Regions from separate parts of the Mus musculus genome. Here region 2 is linked to region 1. Evidence: chromatin contacts called from public promoter capture Hi-C data. All regions are on one chromosome and are shown on one strand. The core of a region is the stretch at or near the end of the contact, and the rest is flanking DNA. Distances in the headings are between cores, read along the strand shown.

The links. Promoter capture Hi-C pulls out the DNA fragments that hold promoters and counts their contacts.
Region 2: a promoter capture Hi-C map of embryonic stem cells shows a contact between it and region 1, with 2.5 times the contacts expected there. The contact joins the promoter of Gcnt4 here to the promoter of Fam169a in region 1. A contact is called at or near these places in 7 of 39 promoter capture datasets (the 3T3-L1 cell line, the HPC-7 cell line, the SN4741 cell line and 3 more), 3 of 484 Hi-C or Micro-C datasets (the G1E-ER4 cell line, Th1 cells and embryonic stem cells), 4 of 115 datasets of contacts at active chromatin or transcription factors (embryonic stem cells, extraembryonic endoderm stem cells and pancreatic cancer cells) and 1 of 9 other capture datasets (pancreatic islet).

What each region holds. Positions count from the first base shown.
Region 1 is chr13:97,070,211-97,077,360 of GRCm38.p6, reverse strand. Fam169a (family with sequence similarity 169, member A) reads right to left here and starts at 5,718. Exons shown (of 13, transcript NM_001100458.1): 1 at 5,650-5,718.
Region 2 is chr13:96,922,939-96,930,266 of GRCm38.p6, reverse strand. Gcnt4 (glucosaminyl (N-acetyl) transferase 4, core 2 (beta-1,6-N-acetylglucosaminyltransferase)) reads right to left here and starts at 5,554. Exons shown (of 3, transcript NM_001166065.2): 1 at 5,319-5,554.

The DNA.
Region 1 (7,150 bases), core at 4,469-6,968:
AGCTCCAGGACAGCCAGGGCTACACAGAGAAACCCTGTCTCGAAAAAAAAAAAAGAAAGAAAGAAAGAAAGAAAGAACAGTCCATGCTCCTAACCACAGTGATGTTCACATGAAGCACACAGACGAGCTTTAACTCGACTTTCATGGTTTGAAATCAACAACATACAGAAAAACCCTGTCTCAAAAAACAGAAACAAAAAACAAAAACAGAAAGAAAGAAGAGAAAAGAAATCAACAGCAAATACTCTTACATATACAAAGCCAAGATTCAGGACATCTAAAATGTCAATGCTGTTTGCTGACATTAGCTATTTTTCCTATCCTTTCTTTTTGAGAAAGAATCTCAACTCTGCAACCCAAACTCACTGTGAAGTCAAGGCCAGCCTGAATTTCACAGCTATCCTCCTGCTTCAGCTTCCTAAAAGCCAGAATTAGAGTATGAGCCTAGCATTTCGCTGTTTTCTACTTGTGAGCCTAAGTAAGTAATAGAAATAAAACCACGGGCAGTGGTGGTGACACACGTCTTTAATCCCAGCACTTGGGAGGCAGAGGCAAGCAGATTTCTGAGTTCGAGGCCAGCCTGGTCCAGAGTGAGTACCAGACAGCCAGGGCTATACAGAGCCCTGTCTCGAAAAGCCCCTCCCCCCCCCCAAAAAAAACAATTAAAAAATAAATAAATAAAACCAATAAAGGAAATGCAAAACAAAAGCACACCGAGACTCCAGGAGCCAAAAAGTCACCAAGAAAACAACAAATGCAGGTGGGAGTGCAGAGGGAGCATTCTGCTGCCACCACAGCGGAAACCAGGGTGGGAATTCCTGAAGGAAATAACCTAAAGGAACCTATCACACCATCCTGCCACACCAGGAATTCCTGGGTAGATAGCCAACAGAACCCAAGTCAACAGAACCCAGAGACCTACACATCCGTATGTATTACACCCCTTTAAATAGCCTAATTACAGACAAATGGAATGGGTAAAGACTATGTGGTCTATATACACAATGAGGTATTATTCAGCCATAAAGAAGAATGAACTTGGGCTGGAGAGATGGCTCAGCAGTTAAGAGCACTGACTGTTCTTCCTGGGATCCTTAGTTCAATTCCCAGCAACCACACGATGGCTAACAACCATCTGAAATAGGATCCGGTGCACTTTTTTGGTGTGTCTGAAGACAGCTGCAGTGTACTTAGATATAATAAATAAATCTTAAAAAAAAAAAAACCAATAAAAAAATAAAAACAAATTACTTGTGGATAACAAAAGGAAATTATTGTGTTAGTGTCCCTCAACCACATGTGCTATGGAGACCGCAACGGGGAGGAGAGAGACTAAGGTCCCTTGGGATTACCCTCATGTCATGGATGGCAACACTCCTAGTCTCCTTCAGGTATGCCATCACATGTAATTCTGCCGGCAGCAGAATTTTTTAGCTAGGTGTGTCATTATTTGTATGGCTTGGACCTGACTTCTGGTCCCCGGCGGGTGGCACTGTTTTGGAAGGGTTAGGCAGCTGCCAGTCTCCTGCTCTCCCTTCTGAAGTGCCACAGTAAGCGAATCATTACCAGCTCTCACACCCCAAGCCACAGCAGCACACCTTCCTCACCATGACGGACTGCGTCCGGTGAAACAAGCCAACACAGATCCTTGCGTCTGAGTCATCTCTGGTTGTCACAGTAAAGTGACTAACCAACTACACTTTCACAGGCGAGGAGACTGAGGCCGGAGACACGGGCACTTTACGGAAACGGAAAAACAGAGGACAACCAAGTCCAAGTTCAACCTTAGGCCTCTTTGCCTTCATTGTGAAACCATATTGAAAAAGACAGACAGTGTGTTCTCAGCATAAGCTCATCAGCTATACCTGAAACCAACCTAAATTTTAAAAAGCATTGTGGGTGTGTGTGTGTTATTGGGTATGTGGAACTCCTTATTAGTACAGCCCATTGCTTTATATATTTACATACAATAAGAAGTCAAACTCACTGACTTTCCCTCCATTCTGATTAATGTCTAAATTTGGCTCTGACTTTATCAATCCATTAATATCTTGATTCTTCCAGCTACCAAAAACATTGCAAACACCCAAATTTAATCAATTATTTTTATTCTTACTCCTCTTGGCTCTGTTATGGACCAGACCCAACTGACTACCTGCCAGAGCAATACTTTTTCCCCAATTTTCATTTTTTCCCCCATTTTGAAACCCCTGTCTCAAAAAAGAAAAAAGAAAAAAAAAAGACCCTGTAGTAGAAGGGAGGTCTGGAGGACCAGCAGGATGGGGATGCAAGGAGGCGAGGAGGGATGAATCTGATCAAAGTGCAACAACGGAACCCTCGCCTCTGCACCTTCCATCTTCAGGGGTCCCTACTAGGTGGGAGCATGCCTCCCCACACCCTGCATCACCAAAAACCATCTGGAAGAATCTCATGTGTTGTTCAAGATCAAGCTGACATACTATTATTCTGTAAAGCACTCTGGTCTCATTCATACAGAGTTAACGGGCCCCTTCTGAATGGCCCACTTCACCACTTATAGGACAGTACTAAAATGTCTGTCCCATCCATAAAGCAAATTTCTCAATCACAGCAAATTTGTCTTTTTGTCCCAGACAAGCGTCTGGCTCACTCATTTCAAATACTTACTATGGTGAATTTTCCAAATTAAACTATTTTAACACTTCTAAAGTCACAAATAAAGTGTAACTTGCAACTTGGCACTCTGTAAAAATGTTTACTAAGTTGATTTGTTCCTAATACTCACTTTCAAAAACAAATGTACACTCATATTTTAAAGAATTTTTAAGGTTTGGTTTTTTTTTTTAAGATTTTATTTATTTATTTGTTATATGTAAGTACACTGTAGCTGTCCTCAGATACTCCAGAAGAGGGCATCAGATTTTGTTACGGATGGTTGTGAGCCACCATGTGGTTGCTGGGATTTGAACTCGGGACCTTCGGAAGAGCAGTCGGTGCTCTTAACCACTGAGCCATCCCGCCAGCCCCAAATTTTTAAGGTGTTAATTCAAAATGCTTCATTAAACTACAGACCTCTCAATGAAATGGCCAGTTTATCTCCTACAACATAAGAGAGACATCCAATTTTGCTTAATGAATGGAAGCTATCTTTGCTGCAGTCTAAAGCTAAGCAAAATAGCATTCTAACCTAAATCTCTCTAGCCCAAAGAACAGGTTAGGCACATGCTAATGCTAAAACTCAGGTTATTTTCTGATGTTTTAGCAGGTTCTTGACTTTTCCCTGACCTCTCTCTTCATTAATTACATACACCCCAGTGATGCTGCCTTTGAAAGACAAAATACCTTTTTACAGCAGGCACACAAAATTTATAAACTTCAGTGCTAAAGAAACAGGGTAGTAGAGCCTATTGGTGTGTGTGACCTGATCATTGTCTTGACCCAAATAATCTGTCTCTCTCTCTCTCTCTCTCTCTCTCTCTCACACACACACACACACACACACAGAGAGAGAGAGAGAGAGAGAGAGAGAGAGAGAGAGAGAGAGAGAACTGTGAGGGAACAGGACAGGACATCCACTGAACCACTTACCTTCCCGACAATCTTTTTACCACACTGTCCTTGACAGACACTTTTCAACCTGACTGAATACTTGGCTCCCTTACACTGTAAGCCCCTTTAAAGACAACTACTCTGATTTCTTTAGGCAGCTGACTTGACAGTACACACACAGGCTTGAAAGCTTAAGGAGAAACATCCCATTTTGATTTCTCTGTCACTGACAACATAGCACTGAAAATCTTAAGCAACCTTCATGAAAAAAAAAAAAAAAAAAAAAAAAAAAAAAAAAAGCACACTCCATCACTTCCAGACTCCTCAATTAAACACAAACTGCCCCAAGTTTAAGAACTACGCCACCCGACAGACTAACAAGCTCAATGTAAAAGTATGAATCTGTTTGATTTCGAGTGAAAGGAGATATTTCATCTCCCTTTAATAGGTCTAAACTGGTCCTGGCCCCCTGGCTGACAGTCTTTCATTGCTTGAATCCCCTAAACAGAGACTAAGACTTAATTAAGTATCTGAGGGGCCTTTCCCCTCTGTAATACTGACTGTGGAACAAGCATCATTAATAGGAAGCATGGATTTCTGCAGGGATGGCACGTAAAATAATACCATTTGTTTATAGACAATTAGCTAATTTTTTTAAAGTTTCATTTATTCACATGGGTAATGGGGGAACTTTTACTTTCAAAAATATTCAGCCATTAAGTTGTTTTTCCCCTTCCAAATCAGCGTCAAGTCATTCACTGGACTCAGTCTACTGAAGGATGGAAAAGACCTACAGCATCAAAATAACTAGAAACAAATCTCTTGGAACCAAGAAAATACACAGGTCCAGGTTTAATTGATGATCACTGGAGTGGCAGGTGACTCACATAGGGGTTGTATCTGGGTTCACCAACCCGATCCTCCTCATAAATTTTAAAGATGAATCCACTATGACAGCCCCTCGATTTCTATGCATGACTGCCATCATTTGTACTGAAGTTTTATTACTAGTGAACTCCCCTCAGGTTCCTTTCACCACGTCCTCTATTCTAAAGAAGCAACGATTAAAAGTAAGTAAATAAATACTTGAGCCAAATCTATTTCATACTAACTATTAATAATCCTTGTAATTACTTCATAGAACAAGACATGGTTTGAACAGATGTACCTATACATACGTCCTACAATGTGCTTTTATGAAAATAAATAAATAAAATTTAAAGCACAACAAATCCAGAGCCATTAGAAGATTTTCCTCCAGGGCTCACATGTGTGTATTATGCAACAACCAGCGATCCAGATGTTAATCCCTGCTGTGATGCAATGATAAAATACCCAAGGCATGGAGCCCATTTACAAAACAAATTTAAACAAGAATTACTATATACTCAAGAATCTTGGAATGAGCCATTCACAGTTCTGAGAGAATTACATTTAAACTCTTCCTTTGGGTGATCTTTTAGCTGCGTGTCTCCCAATTCCCTCCCAATTCCCTACAAAATCCTCGTAACCGCGGTTTAATTTGGGTTTTTAAAAGGACCGACTGAAGGGGAAAGGGAGACCGGCATCAGGTGGTTACGTTAGAGTCTACTTTTGATAAGATAGCCGCGTAAATTCCCAGAAGGGATTCATCTATTCCGTCATTCTTGCCCATGCACAATAATCGTAGTAAAATACGACCCAGATCCCGGAGCCACTAGCCACCCCGGACTCGCTCCATCCTCCCATCTCCGGTGGCACAGGCCTCTCTCTCTCTCCAAGCTCTGCGTGATGGGCGGCTGAGAACCCTGGGACGGAACAGCAGTGACCCGAATTCTAAGAGAAGCGAGGACTCCATACAATACCTAGTCCGGGTCGGGCGAGCAAGCCGAGAGGGAGGTGCTGCGCGGCCGAGCCCGAGCCCCACCCCCACGCCGCGCGGGTCCCGCTACCCGGAGGATCCCAGGTGGGGACACGGGAGGGGGCGGCTCGGCAGCCGCCGTCCCCGCCGCGACCCCGGGAGGGCGAGCGCGACATTCCCTCACACAAAATGGAGGCCGGCGCACCTGGGGTCGCCGCCACCCGAGGAAGCCCGCGGCCGCCCCGCGGCTCGGCCTCGCACGCCACGCGCCGCGCACTCACCTCAGCCGCGCCGCGGGGGCCCGAAGGCGGAGCGCGAATGACCGAGCGGCCGCTCCCCGCCGCCGCCGTTGCCGCCGCCGACCCCGGCACGCGCGGCTCGTCCGCAGCCCACCGTCCCTCCGCCGGCGTGACGCACTAGCGCCGCGGCGCGCCCACCGCGAATCCCCCCGCCCCGCCGGCCGGCCGGCCTCGTGCGCCGCGGCGCCTCCTCGCCGGGAGCCGCCCCGCCTCGGGGCCGCGGCCGCCCGCTCGCCCGCAGGTGCGCGCTGCCCGCTCGCTCGCCCGTCGCCGCCCGCAGCACGCCCGCTCGGTCGGGCCGTATTAAAGAGTGACCTTGGCTTAGCCGGGAATAGAAGCGAGTAAGCCGCGGGGGCCTCGCGCTGAGCGAGCCGGCTCCTTTAAGGTCGACCTGCGCGGCATCCCCGCCTCGGGCCTCTGGAAAAATCGCCCGGGTGGGTGCGGCCTCCGGACCTCCCGGTGGGGAAGGAGATGATGCTCTGCAAACCTGGGGACGCCGGCTTCCCACCCCACCCCACCCCACCCGACCCCGGACACCACCAGACCCCACTGCCCCCCAGGAGCGCGCCGGAGAAAAGAATTTGCACAAGCCCCACAGCCCAGATTATGCCTTGAGATAAGGAACCATCGCGGCCCTGCGCTGACCTTTCCTACGTGACAAGCTAATCTGACCCCGGAGAGCCTGCGCCATCCTCTCCTCCCCCTTCCCTCACTTCATCCCTTACGGGATCCAGGGCCTTTTGCTAAGTACTCGAGAAAAATAAGTTCACTGGCATTTAAAGGATGATAATTCTTTTTTCTTTAAATAATATATGCGGTAGTAGAAATATAGATGCACAGCAATAATTTTGGATTTTAAGACTTTTTTTTTTGCCCTTAAATTCTGAGAAATTCATCTAATAGCAATGGCATTATGGTTCAGTTATTCAGAAAAGCTTAAAATTACTCCTATTCCTGGGAAGTATTACTAATCACAACACTGACCTTTTAAAGATTCACTAATTGGTAACTTCAAAGAATGCTTTTTCATATAGATCTATTTAAGCCCCCCCTTTTTTTTTTTAAATATAAAGGCTTTTTCTTTTTTACCTCCAGTTGCACACAATCAACCTTACATCTGTTGTGTTTATTTACAATAAATTATTACTAGAAATCTTGAGTTATATACATTTACTATTTTTAGTGGAATTTAACAATGAATTAATATCCAAGCAAGAATTTTGAATAGTTGGATTCCAACCATAGCTAATCATGAATGAGTAAAGTTATATAATTCCTGGATTATCATTTCTAGATCTGTTTGCAAGTAGGAGCCCCCAGGATAATCCCAGTGGCCACTTTGTAAAATTACTTTTGTTTTTCCGGCTCTGGCATCCCCCCCCCCAGGTGCTGCAGTAAAGACTTATTATTATAAACCTAGCCAGAGTGTGGCTGGGCTTTAAATTATTTTATCAATCAGTGGGAACCTGTGCCTGGAACACCT
Region 2 (7,328 bases), core at 4,305-6,804, 150 kb after region 1:
AACACCTCTGCCTAACCAGATAAGAGCCCCACACAGATATCTATCTGATAAGCCCTAAATAACTAGGGCACAATAACACTGACATGATGTCTGAGTAGAACCCTCTACAACTGCAGCCCCCCCCCCCCCCACACACACACATACAATGCCTTCGGGCAGGTGGTTTAGCTGGTTGTAGCTATCTATACTAGAGTATCTAATAAACTCTAGTCCCGTCTTTTTGTGTTGTCTTGTCTTGAATTCTTTTACCACCTACAGTCACTGGCCTGTCGTCACAGTTCCCACGCAGCATAACCCATCCAAGATGAGATAGGCTGATGGGTCATGCCTAAGCACAATTAGATCTTGGTCAAAAGGACAATCACATTGAGTTTCCCTTTAACTGGATTAGAAGGAGAAAAACAGGCTGGACAGCAGAGGATGTGACCAGCCAAAGAAATCTGACTGGAGTGTGCTCATGTTCAGGACACAGTATGCTGCCATCAAATATGTCACCCTCTTTCTCACCTCATACACTTGGCCATCAGAGGAGCAAGCTCACACCCTTGAAAGCAGGAGACAGGGGGCTGAAGAGACAGCTCAGGGGTTCAGAGCACTGGCTACTCATGCTGAGGATCTGGGTTCAGTTCCTGGCACCTACATGGTGGTCTAAAAGCACCCGTAACTACAGTGGCAGGATCTAAACCCCTCTTCTGGCCTCTGTGTGTATCAGGTATGCGAGTGGTACATATATGTGCATGTAGGCAACCATAACACAAAATAAAAATTGAGAGAGTTCTCACAGAAAACGAGCAAGTGCCCTGCTTGTCACGGAACCTGCACGAAGCTTGCGGTGCTTGCCTTTCTTCCTGGTCCTTTCTCCTCTCCACCCACCACGGGAGGCCTCTTGCCTTTGTCCCACTTTCATAGCTGGTAACAGTTTGTCAGGTTTCCATCAAATGCATCGCTAGTCTTCATTTTCTTATGAGAGCTCCCCTGTCCCGTAAGACTCACTGCATCTGCCCATAGGCTTCTGATCATTCTTAGGTAGATGGCGCCAGGGTTTAGGTCCTGCAATTAACCCTAAGAGAATAAAGGTGACCACCCCTGCATCCCCCTCATCCCCGGCCCCACACACAGGGGACTCCAGCAGGAAACTGAAATGAAGCAAAGAGGAATTCTAATGTGCGAATTTTACTTCCTGAATTCACTTTTATGTCATCTATGCTGCCCCTCCCCCACAGCCCCTGTCACTATTGCTGACCACTCTGTCCAGGGGCTGTGTGCTGGGATAGGGTTACATAAGCAGGGCTGACACTAAAAGAGTACTTTCAGAATAGCAGAGACTCAAAGGCGACCACTGCCAGGAACCACCGGCCAGGGTCATTCTTCTCATGCTGGCTCCACAGGACTACAAAAGAGGCCCCAGTTTTGTGCCTCATTAGCTTCGAGAAGGGCCACTAACAAAGAAACCCACATGTCATTAATTCATTGGCCTGGACCTTAATGACCCAACTGGCCAGATAGTTTTGTCACGCTTGGATCCTGAATGATGACATCTAGATGCAGAGTGAATGCATTGGCCCCAAACATCAACTGCACGCCCACCACTGACCAATGCTCACTGCAGGAGCATCCGTGGAGAATGGCTGACTGCACTTGGCATGAGTCACTGTTCAGAAGGAGGTCGCCAAAGGAGAAAAAGAAAAAGGCAGCGGTACAAAGCCACCACTGACCTGGATGGCTGACAACCACAAGACTGCAGAAGGCTGAAGCCCTGAGGGATCTGAGGTTAGACCCAGCCACCAGGAAGGGACAGCTGACAACCTGTGGAGTGGCTCTGTGTCTTGCTCAGTACACTTCTCCCCAAGGATTTTTAGGGAGGGATCTGAAGCAGCCTGCCCTGAATATGATGTCCCTCATGAGGAAAACTGCAAAGTGAGGGGCCAACGAACAAAAAATTCAAGAGGAACAAAAGCTGCTCTGAGGATCTAGAGAACGTACGAAAGCTGGGCCCAACATCTCCAGAGGTTCCCACACAGCCCCCTGGGCGGGCAGTCTCAGAAGTAGTGCTTCTAAGTTCCCAGGTAACACTGAAGCAGCTGGCCTATGGACACACAGGAACACTGCTCCAACCAACAAAACTATCATTTGTTTCTTGGGCTGCTTATCTGCTTTATCATTCTAGCTAATTATCTAGTTAATGAATTAACTTATTTATACAGTTTCATATATTCTAGGCTAGCCTTGAACTGACTACATGGCTACAGGTTACCTTGAACTGGCCATGTTCCAACTTTTGGTTGTGAGCCCAGCCTTTAGTGGTTGAGTCATCTCTCCAGCCCATGTTCCAACTTTGATATGCTAGGATTGCATGTGTGTACCATGTAGGCTGCCTGGTTTTTGATACCCTGTGTCCCTAATATTTTCCTAAGGCATAATGGCCTGTTTCCCAGTAAATCCAAATTTGGGGGAATTTACTAGTTTTAAAACCTTATACGTGTTTTTGTTTTTGAGACAGTTTTTCAACTGTCTAGCCCTGGCTGTCCTGGAACTCACTTTGTAGACCAGGCTGGCCTCGAACGCAGAGATTCACCTGTCTCTGCTTCCCATGTGCTAGGATTAAAGGCGTGCACCACCAGATCTAGTTAGATCCTCTAAGATTATACATTTTCTAAAAATTCAGACTGCTCAGTAGAGATCCAGCCTTCCCTTCTGTCCACCTCAGGCTCTGTCTGCTCAACCTCTCAATGCCGCTTTCTGGCATTTTATATAACCCAGCCTCCTTCTGCGCTTCTCCGTTTTCCTATATTTTCTCACTACGAGTTCAGCAGAACAAAGTCTCAACATAATAAGGAGTGGGATGATATCCGGCTTCCCTACCTTCTGAAAGAGTAAATACAGACCTAACCCTATCCCCTCTACCCCCACCCCGAAATCCACATGGAACCCACAATTCCTGTCTATTAGGACAGGACAGCTGCATTTAATTCCTGATTAATCTTGGTCCCCCCCCCCCCTTATTCTTGAAGTTTCAGACTTTAGACCCTGGTAGGAAAATTACCAGCATATGGCAATGCATATCAAATGCATGCAAAGCAATGCAAATTAACACCAGACAAGTGTCTTTAAAGGGCTTGGGCCAAGTTTGTCCGCCCCACTAAAACTGATGCTACCTGTTCTGTGCCTCCCCAATACGCTCGCAAGCAGTGGATCCTGTATCGCCTTCATTCCTTCCTCCTTCTTCCCTCCTCCTCCTCCTTTTAATTATTCTAGACAATTCTGAATCTATGTAGCCCAAGCACATTATGCATCCTCCTGCCTCAGCCTCCTGAGTCTTGGAATTCCAGATGAGTGTACCATGCATGGCTTAGATTCTCTTATTTTAGTTGGTCTCCAGTCACATTCAGCACCTGACACTGATAGGCTAGGGAGAGCGCAGCCCTTACTCAGAAGTTATCCAAAGGGACAGCGGCTTTAACTTACTTCTTGTTGGCTCTATGGCCTTTGCAGTTCTCCAGGCAGCAGCCAGGGTGAGTGCTTAGTGTCTGGGCTCAAGAGATTGTCCTACATCAGCCTCTCAAGTAGCTAGGCCTGGGAGCCTCCGGTACCTGCACCTGCACCTGGCTACTTTTGTTTTTAAACACAACCATGTGAGAGGATACTCACAGGTGTGAAGATGTTTCAAAGACCCACCCACGCCACGTCACTGGCCCACTTCCCACCATTCCTCAGTAACACCATCTCCATTGTCCTGTCAGGCTCAGTGGGCGGGACCTGGCCCGACTGCTCCTGCTCTCCTCTGCTCTTACCACACTCTTTACTCCCCAAATCCCTCAGTTTAAACCATCCCTACTAAGCCTTAGTCCACTTTCCATTTTCTAGTAAGGGACTTGCACCCCAATAAAAGGTGAGCTTCAGCAAGGGCCCAGCTCACTGTGATCACACAACACCTTGGTTTGGCCAGCTGACTTTTGGACTCCGGGTTGCTCAATTTTATTGTCTCCAGGTGTTGTTCCTGCTGCACAAATCTAAGGAAAATCTCTGCAGCTTACTCAGCGGAACTCACACTGTGTAGTGCTAATGATAAGCCCCAGGGAACCAGGTCATTCACATCACCTGTGTCTCCTCGGTCAGGGTAGAAAAGGCAGTGTCACATACAGCCTCCCCAGCCCCTTCTGCGAGAGGAGTTTATTCCGGAACTGTTTTCATCTGGCCTTATTGCATATGCATATGCAGGGTTTACCAAATGACTCTAAACCTGGCCTCTCAAAGGCAAGAGTATGCACACCTTCCCAAGAGAGCTAGCTCTCTATCCGGTCTTCCCTGTGCCACACACCTCTGTCCATCTCTCTAATACAGTAACACTCAAGCTCAGCATTTCTCAGAGATCTGGATACTTATAAAGTGCAATACAGACAGTTTGCCTCAGTAGCTCACTTAAAGACCTTGCTTATTCCAGGCACTAGTAACGAAAGCTGCCAAGACAGACTATTAGTTGCTAGATTTAGGCTTAATAAATAACAAGGGCATGTTTTATGGGTACAAGATTTTTAAAAGGCGATTTCACTGACTCTCAGTCATACAAGAGACTCAATATTATTCCAGCTCATTTACTCTTCTTGTTTATTGCTCTTAAGTTTTAAAGGTTAAAAAAAAGCTGTGGGGTATGTGCCCCCACACTGGTATCATCCCCTCCACTTGCCCAGCACAGGAACAACCCTCGGGATTTCCAAGCCCTACCTGGACCTCGACGCTTTCATTCTCACACTGCGCTCACCTTGGAGGCACACCCACGTACAAGGGGTTTCTTAAGTCTCTTCCCTTGGGCTGGGATTCCCCGGCGGTTCCCAGCCTTCAGGGGAGACGCCGCCGCTTCACAGCGGGGGACAGTTTCTGGCGGGCTCTGCGGCAGGAAAACTTGACCTTAAAACGCAGGAAGCTCGTCCCTGCAGAGGCCACGGGCTGGGACACACTCAACCTGAAGCTTGATTCTCCCAGGACCTCTGTCCCCGCCACTCTCTGGAGAAATCCCGCGTGGAGCCGAAGCCCGGGAGGGCTCCCACGCGGGCCCCGGGAACTTCGCGGGGTACCACTCACGGTTGCGAAGCTGCGGCATCTGCTGGACGCTCACTGCGGTCGCCCCGCCGTCCTCTCCACCTCCGGGGGACCCGTGAGCTCCGCCGCCAAGAAGCCTAGATCCAGTTAGTCCCGGGTCGTGCCGCCCCCGCCGCGGCGTGCAAGTTTCCCCCGAAGGAAAGCGAAAGTAGCGGGCGGGAGAGGGGTCGCACGCGGCCACCCAAAGCCCCTCGCTTGCCTACGTGGCCAAGCCGACCTACCGGGGAGCTGAGACCCCCGGGCGCAAGGTCCCCGCTGCTGCGCCACCCCGGTGCTCCGGGCCACACGCACTGCCCCGAAGTCGCTCTCCCTCGGCAGGGAGTGGGGTAACGCCGAGGCCCCAGGTGACGCGGGAGAAGAGAGGGGCTCGCCACCGTGCTCCCGCAGGGGGTCCCCGCACCGCACTGGGGACCGAAGTTTCCTGGCGCGGCTCTCCGGCCGGGCTACCCGCTTCTCTGCAGCTGTCCCTCCCGCAAGACACAACTAGGCGTGGGCAGAAAGGATTGCTAAGTGATTTGTCCAAAGTCCCGGAGAGGGCGGTGACAAAGCAACTCACGTCTGCTATTCCACTCTGGGCTCCGGGGCGGCAGGACTCGCCCTTGGTCGGATGCAGCGGGCTCTCCAGGGCGAGGCCAGCATCGGCCAGCGCTGCCTAGCCAGGCGTTATCAGCGGAGTGGGAAGGTGGAGTGTTGCAGACTAATTAGGGTACAAAGTTGTGTTTTAATCAGTGCCTACATGCGGAATACGCTTCCTCTTTCCCCTCCGGCGGGGGGTGAGAAAGAGGGTGATGCTGCATCCGGCCGGGTTGGAGTTCTCAGAAAGACTGCTGGAAAAAAGGTACACGCCCATTAAACCAACTGGGCAGCATGACTCCCAGGGTCCTTGTTAAGGGGCCTTGTGTGTTTGCTTACATTGTAAAGCAGGCACTGTAGGTGTGTAAGTGATTCACCCCAAAGGGCCTTCCTAGTGGGGTGTCAGAGGGAGACTTCCTGGAATCTGCCCGCAGAACAAGAGTAGCACTAAGCAAGACAGTCGCAATTGGCTTGTTCTTTACTGTTCCATCTTTAAAATGGACTGAGGCTGCGGCATGCTTGGCGGGCTGGTGAGAAGCTGGGTAGGACTCAGAATCCAGATTCAGTCAATTCCGAAGTGTCGGACTATCTCAGCCGAGAGCTCCAGTTTCCCTACATTGGCTTTAAAAAGTGTGCAAGTCCCAGGATCAGAGGATCAGAGGTAGGCGGATCAGAGGTGAGGACACAACATCTGTCCCCAACACCCGGAGTAACTGAGACCAGCGGGACCCAGGCACCCAGGAACTCCGCCAGACCAGTGGCATGGGTTCCTTCTGGTCTGTCTGGGTTGGCGTCCTTGGGCTCAAACTCTGCAGCCAGCCCCACAGCAGCCAGTGGCAGCTCCACTCTTAGGCACTCTAACTCACCCAGGATCAGAGGATCCCAGGATCCCAGGAGTTTGGTCACACTAGGATCTCAAGGTCCCAAAGGCAGCTTGACTACCAGAGCTCGGACACACCCAGGATCTCGGACACACCCAGGAACTCCGCCAGACCAGTGGCATGGGTTCCTTCTGGTCTGTCTGGGTTGGCGTCCTTGGGCTCAAACTCTGCAGCCAGCCCCACAGCAGCCAGTGGCAGCTCCACTCTTAGGCACTCTAACTCACCCAGGATCAGAGGATCCCAGGATCCCAGGAGTTTGGTCACACTAGGATCTCAAGGTCCCAAAGGCAGCTTGACTACCAGAGCTCGGACACACCCAGGATCTCGGACACACCCAGGATCTCAGGATCGCAAGATCCCAGAATCACAAGATCCCAGAGACAGCTTGACTTGGAGGAATTCTGACACAACCAGGATCACAGGAAGGACAGGCTCCAGTCAGTCAGGGCAGGTAGCACTAGAAATAACCAGATAGTGGGAGGCAAGTGTAAGAACAGCAACAGAAACCAAGGTTACTTGACATCATCAGAACCCAATTCTCCCACCATAGCAAGTCCTGGATACCCCAACACATCGGGAAAGCAAGATTCAGATCTAAAATCACTTCTCATGATGATAGAGGACATTAAGAAGGACATAAATAACTCCCTTAAAGAAATACAGGAGAACACAGGTAAACAGCTAGAGCCCCTAAAGAGGAAACACAAAAATCCCTTAAAGAGTTACAGGAAAACACAATCAAACAGGTGAAGGAAAGGAACAAAACCATCCGGAATC